Regions from separate parts of the Oryctolagus cuniculus genome. Here region 2 is linked to region 1. Evidence: chromatin contacts called from public Micro-C data. All regions are on one chromosome and are shown on one strand. The core of a region is the stretch at or near the end of the contact, and the rest is flanking DNA. Distances in the headings are between cores, read along the strand shown.

Evidence for each region. A called contact is a pair of places that touch in the nucleus more often than the background predicts.
Region 2: a Micro-C map of ear pinna shows a contact between it and region 1, with 4 times the contacts expected there. The contact joins the promoter of NDUFB3 here to the enhancer-like site in region 1. A contact is called at or near these places in 3 of 6 Hi-C or Micro-C datasets (ear pinna, skin fibroblasts and an unstated tissue).

What each region holds. Positions count from the first base shown.
Region 1 is chr3:38,855,539-38,858,346 of mOryCun1.1, reverse strand. All of the region lies in intron 8 of CFLAR (CASP8 and FADD like apoptosis regulator), which reads left to right. Among named protein-coding and RNA genes, the nearest start is that of CASP10, 28 kb to the right of the region's middle. Within about 2 kb of position 1,281, at least 2 of the 8 cell types and tissues checked have an H3K27ac peak or open chromatin away from gene starts, as enhancers often do. A contact at or near this core is called in ear pinna, where this site is marked.
Region 2 is chr3:38,935,300-38,938,176 of mOryCun1.1, reverse strand. It overlaps NDUFB3 (NADH:ubiquinone oxidoreductase subunit B3), which reads left to right and starts at 1,531. Exons shown (of 5, transcript XM_051848303.2): 1 at 1,531-1,668; 2 at 2,321-2,411. HYCC2 (hyccin PI4KA lipid kinase complex subunit 2) reads right to left here and starts at 1,577. Exons shown (of 14, transcript XM_017343025.3): 1 at 1,216-1,577; 2 at 165-201.

The DNA of each region.
Region 1 (2,808 bases), core at 32-2,531:
TTGGCCTGAAGCTGTGGTGGTTTTGGAAGCTTCCAAGTAAAAGATGATGTTTGCAGATTGTATGAGGAAGTGTTTTTTTCCTCATTGGCTATTTCTGGAAAGCTTGAAAAATTTCCTGTACTTTGTACACAGGCTAAGACTTAGATTTTTCTAGTAGACATTGCAAATTTCCATTAGCTGATTAAGTAAATTTCACCATATATATATATATATTTAAACATTTATTTATTTATTATTTGAAAGGCAGAGTTAGAGAGAGAGAGAGAGAGAGAGAGAGGTCTTCCATTCAATGGTTCACTTCCTAAATGGCCACAATGGCTGGAGCTGAGCAGACCCAAAGCCAGGAGCCAGGGGCTTCTTCTGGGTCTCCCATGTGGGTGTGGGGGCTCATGCACTTGGGCCATCTTCTACTGCTTTCCCAAACCATAGCAGAGAGATGGGCCACAAGTGGAACAGCCAGGACTCAAACCAGTGCCCATATGGGATGCTGGCACTGCAGGCAGAGGCTTTACCTGCTAGGCCACAGCGGGAGCCCCTCAACTTCATCTTCTATGGTTTTTCAGATTTATTTATTTATTTATTTATTTGAAAGAGCAATAAAGAGAGGGGGAGAGACAGACAGAGAGATATCTTCCACCTGCTGATTCATTCCTCAAATGGCCACAAGGACCAGGGCTGGGCCAGGCCGAAGCCAGGAGCCAGGGAATTCTTCCAGATCTCCCATGTGGGTACAGGGATCCAAGCACTTGGGCCATTCTCTGCTGCTTTGCCAGGCACATTAACAGGGAGTTAGATTGGGAGCGGAACAACCAATGGGTACCTGTAGGGGATGCCAGCGCTATGGGCAGTGGCTTAACTGGCTACTGCAAAATGCCGGTCCCTGCTATGCTTACTAATCTACTGAAAGGTCTGAGAATTTTCCTGTAAAGAAACTCCTTTTGGCCTTGTCACCCTTACATTTCCCATATACCTTTTGACCTTGGGACCACGGAGAATATCCTGCCCACCTTGTGTTCTGCTCCTGTGCTTGGTAGTGACTCCAGCTGGGTTCACGGAGGATACTCAGCAGATGACTACACATGAACTGGAGCAGCAGCCCCCCTTTCTCATTTCTCCTGTACCCTTATTTAACTTTGATAGAAAGCGTCAGCATACATGTGCCTTCATTAGACCAAAATAAATTCTAAATTAATGAATGAGTCCATGCCAGCTCATGACTGTATTTGGCTTTGGCAGTTTTACCTCCATAGCACCCAAACCTTTGAGTAGCACTGACCCTGCCCTTTCGCTAATAAGCCCTGTGCTAACTACAAGGCTGGATGTCCCCTCTCCCCTACCATTTCACCCAGTTATTTTCCAAAGAGTAGTTGAAACTTACAGAATCGGGGCTGTGTTGGGGAAGGGGTTTCCAGGGTGTGTAGAAGGAGAAGTGGGACTTGCTGCAGTCTGTTCAAGTTTTATTTTCCCTACTCAGCACCCACGTGTTTCTTCCCCTGTGTGTGGTCACGGCCATTTTCGGTCATGGTTTTTGGCTTCACATTCAGCCTTAGTCTCCCTTCTCCCCCGCTCCTGTTTGATCAGGTACGGATTTTTCTTCCTGGGACTTCAGAGTCCCATCCCTCCTTAGCCTGCCTCCTCAGGGTCACTCTCCTTCAAAGCTCAGGCAAGTTCAGACCTAGGAGAAGGGGCTTAACCCCAGCAGCCAGGACTTCAATTCAGATCTTGTAATTCTGAGACTGGTTCCTCTTTCGCCCTGTGCTCACTGCCTGCGGCCAGGGCCTCTCCAGCCAGGACCCACAGGGAGCCCAAATAAAGCAAGGAGCCAGAAGGGCCTGGAACGTGCTTGTCCCGTCCGTCCCTGCACACCGTCACAGAAAGGGAGACCCTGGTGACTCTTCCCTTCAAGGGCTTCGGTCAGGGAGGAAAGAGAGAGTTTGGAGGAAAGTGAACCAGACCCAGATAACCAGGAAGCCAAAGAGCTTTGAGCCTGGTGTTTCCCTGTTTGCTTCTGCCCCCTAGAGGAGAGAATATTACATGGTCCTTAGACGTGTTGAGCCCTGCACAGCAAAGCAGTAGTGACGGGAATGGTGTCCCAGTTCTGATTCTCTCATTGTCCTGTAACCACCTGAGCATGGGACTGGCCAGTGGAGCCCTCAGAGGAGATGGCTGGGAGACAGTGCAGCCAGGCCTTTTCTACCCCAGGGAGAGTTCAGGAGGGCGAGGGTGTCACTTAATAGGCTGTCAGCAACCTGTCAACCCAGTCCCCCATTTCCTTATGATGCTTGTTGGTTATAGGTGTACAGATGCTAGCACCTTTTTTGTGTCTCTTCATTATTACTCGGTGTCATAATTCCATTTTCTTCACCCTTAACTATGGGCCAGGCCAAGGGGCACAGGACAGAGCCTACCTGTAGACTTAGATCGTGCTGATTCTCATTTTCCTTATGCCAGGAGTGGTCACAAGACTTCCCCAGTGAGTTCCCTACCAACCACTGCCACATGGAGTGGCTTTATTTGTGCTGTTGAATCCTCAGGGCATCTCGTGGCATGGTTGTCATCACTTTTATCTAAATCTGGGCGATCCCCTTTGGGAAGGTCGTGCAGCCCACAATGTGTTCAGGTCGGCACTGGAAGGCAGGTGTGTGACTCAAAGTCTGCTCTTTCTGCTGCCTTACACTTAGTCCTTTTTCTGTGGCCAATAGCACAGTACTGCAGACTGGGGAGGCTTGAATGAAAAGAGTTTCCTTTTGGCTCATGGTTCTGGAGGTCTGAGGTTGAGAGGCCACATCTGGTGATATCCAAATGGTA
Region 2 (2,877 bases), core at 282-2,781, 80 kb before region 1:
TGAGCTATAAAAAAAATCAAGTCTTTATGCAGTTTGTCCTTCCACAACACATACTGAATGTTAATTCTTATTTTAAACCCACATTTCAGGTGCTAATAACGAACAATAAAACATCTTAGCAACAAGCTAATTTACAGCTAATTATGTCTGTAAACACATTTTACCTCAGTCCAAGAGGCTCAGGGAGTATACTTTTAAAACCTAAGAAATAGATAATTTACAATTAGCTTCTCAAGACCTACAAAGGAAACCACTTAAAAATTGATATCCACTCCCTCCCCAATTCAGACCACCACCTTATTTTCATAGTCGCTAACATCCAGGAGAAAAAAAAAAAATCGACCAACTTGTACTTTCCTGCGACTACCAATTTTTGAGGCCACTCATTTTCCTGAAGATTGACAACCCCCCACCAAAAAAAAAAAAAAAAAGACAAATGGATCTGCTATCAGCCTTGACTCCTGAAACAAAGTCGTTAACTACAAAATATGAAGCTGGCAGCATTCATTTCAACCCAAACCCATATTTGGGATAAGCTGCTCGTGACTACTCTCTCCTTCACGCTACCAGCCCTCGCCCACAGAGCCCGTCAGGGTAGGAAGCACTCAAGCCAACGAAACAAGTGTCCTGCCACATCAATAGGTCGCAAGACCTCCTCTTCCAGGAGGGACAGCCTAGTTGTGTGGGTAAATATCAGCCCAGGATTACATAATACACAGCTACCCAGTCTCCAGTATCTATCTGACCACCAGAAAATATCTTTCTCCTCCGCTTCCCCTCCCCACCACAGGGAAATGGCCCCAACAGGCAAGCCCTAGGATTTCTCTCAGGTGTCTGCAATGTCGTGTCCTTTTCTCGCCTGGGGCTTCGTGCAAGGAATTCCTTCGGCCCTCGCTACCCCGTCTTGCCCCTGCCTCTACCCTTTCTTGCTCTCTTTCTCTGCCAGCGCCACCGCGGCCCCGCACGCCTAAGGCAGGCCCTGCTGCTGCCCCGCGGAGCCCACCTTTAACCCGCCTCAGCAGCCGCCTTCTGCTCCTCACGACCCTCCCGAGCTGCTCTACCTGGTTTACAGGAGGCTCCGGGGCCGCCAAGACTCCGGCTACCGCCTTCCCAAACCACCCTCGTCAGCTCCCGGCTAGGGTCTCCGCCGCAAGAGAAAAAAAAAATCCTGTTCATCGAGACTTTGCGTCCCCCAAAGACAGCACCGCCGCCTACCTGTCACCCCGCTGTCTCCGGCTTTCTACCGCCACCGCCTCCCGCAGCAGCCAGCCAACTGCAGCGCAACAACCTGCCCTCTCATTGGGTGAGTCCACGCTCCCAACAACAGCCTCTCTCATTGGCTGCACCAAGTCCGCGGCCCTACCCCTCTGTGCAGTGTCTAAGGGTTCCGGTCTCCGAGCACTGAAAACATCTCCTCCTCCCACCTTTCTCTCCTCAACTGTGTCTCCTACCTAATTCAGCCTGAGGATGCACCCGTGTGGGGAAAACTACAGACTCCCAGCCTCTTTCATGTTATCTCCCCCGGCCCAGGAATCTGAGACCAAGTACCGGAACGTTAACTGGCTCCTCCGCTTTCCGGCCGTAAAAGACTCGCGGTGACAACTTCCGCTTCCGGTTGGCTCTGGCTGGAGTGTTGAGGAGTGTCCTGAGAGGTCAGATTGCTGTCAGGTAAATTAGGGAGTTGGTGGGAGACTTCTTGACTAGAAATAAGAGGGTGACTCTGTTCTGGGGCGGGCAGAAAGGGCGAGACTAAATGGAGAGGGTGCCTAGCGGGGACAGCTCAAGAGGGAAGGAGATCGAAGAACTAGCAGGGGAGAGCTATGAAGTCCTAATTTAGAGCTGGGTTAGTGAGGGGTGGTTGGAGAAGCGCGCAATGAGAATTACTGGAGTTAAGTTTGTCTCTGCTGCACGCAACATCCCTGCCCCCACCCCCACCCCGTGTTTGTTTGTTTTGGTTACTTTTGGATCCAGTACGGCAGAAGAACAGGCCCTACCCCGAAAATATGTAAAATAGTAATAGTGGTAAAACCTGCATCACAAGCTTGTATAGTTTTCAGCAGTATTCTTCTGGTATAAATATGGTACAATGAAAAAGCGGTGTACAAAATCCACCACGTTTAGAATTCAAACTTCTGAAGTTGCATATACGTAAGAGCAGAGACTGGGACACTGAAAGCGGTAGCGATTGATTTCTTTTCATATTGTAGTATTCTCATTTTTTTTTTTTTAATGAGTGGAAGTTGCATTACGTATTGGAAAGTCTTTGGTGAACGGTGAAATCGCATGAAGTGGAGTATCATTGTCCTCTTAATCTTCTTAGGGAAAGCAGGCCTGCAGTTTTCCAGTGCTAGAGCCGATCCCCTGAGTGGTGATTGGTCACCACTAAACTCAGAAGTTCATTTGAGACGTAGGTATGATGGCATGGTCTTTGTTGAACTAATTTTTTTTACTATTTTTATTTGAGTAGTTTTGAAAGCAAAATAATCATCAATTGTTGAGTCCTTGGCACAATATAAGTCACTTTTTAATTTTATTTTTTGTCAAGCATTCATAACATAAGGGTGTATAAAACATACCTACATTTTAAGGTAAACACCTTAAATACTCATAACCACACCTCAGGTTAAGAAATAAAGCATTTCTGGCCGGCGCCGCGGCTCACTAGGCTAATCCTCCGCCTTGCGGCGCCGGCACACCGGGTTCTAGTACCGGTGGGGGCACCGGATTCATCCCGGTTGCCCTTCTTCCAGTCCAGCTCTCTGCTGTGGCCCAGGAGGGCAGTGGAGGATGGCCCAAGTCCTTGGGCCCTGCACCCGCATGGGAGACCAGGAGGAGCACCTGGCTCCTGGCTTCGGATCAGCGCAATGCGCCGGTGGC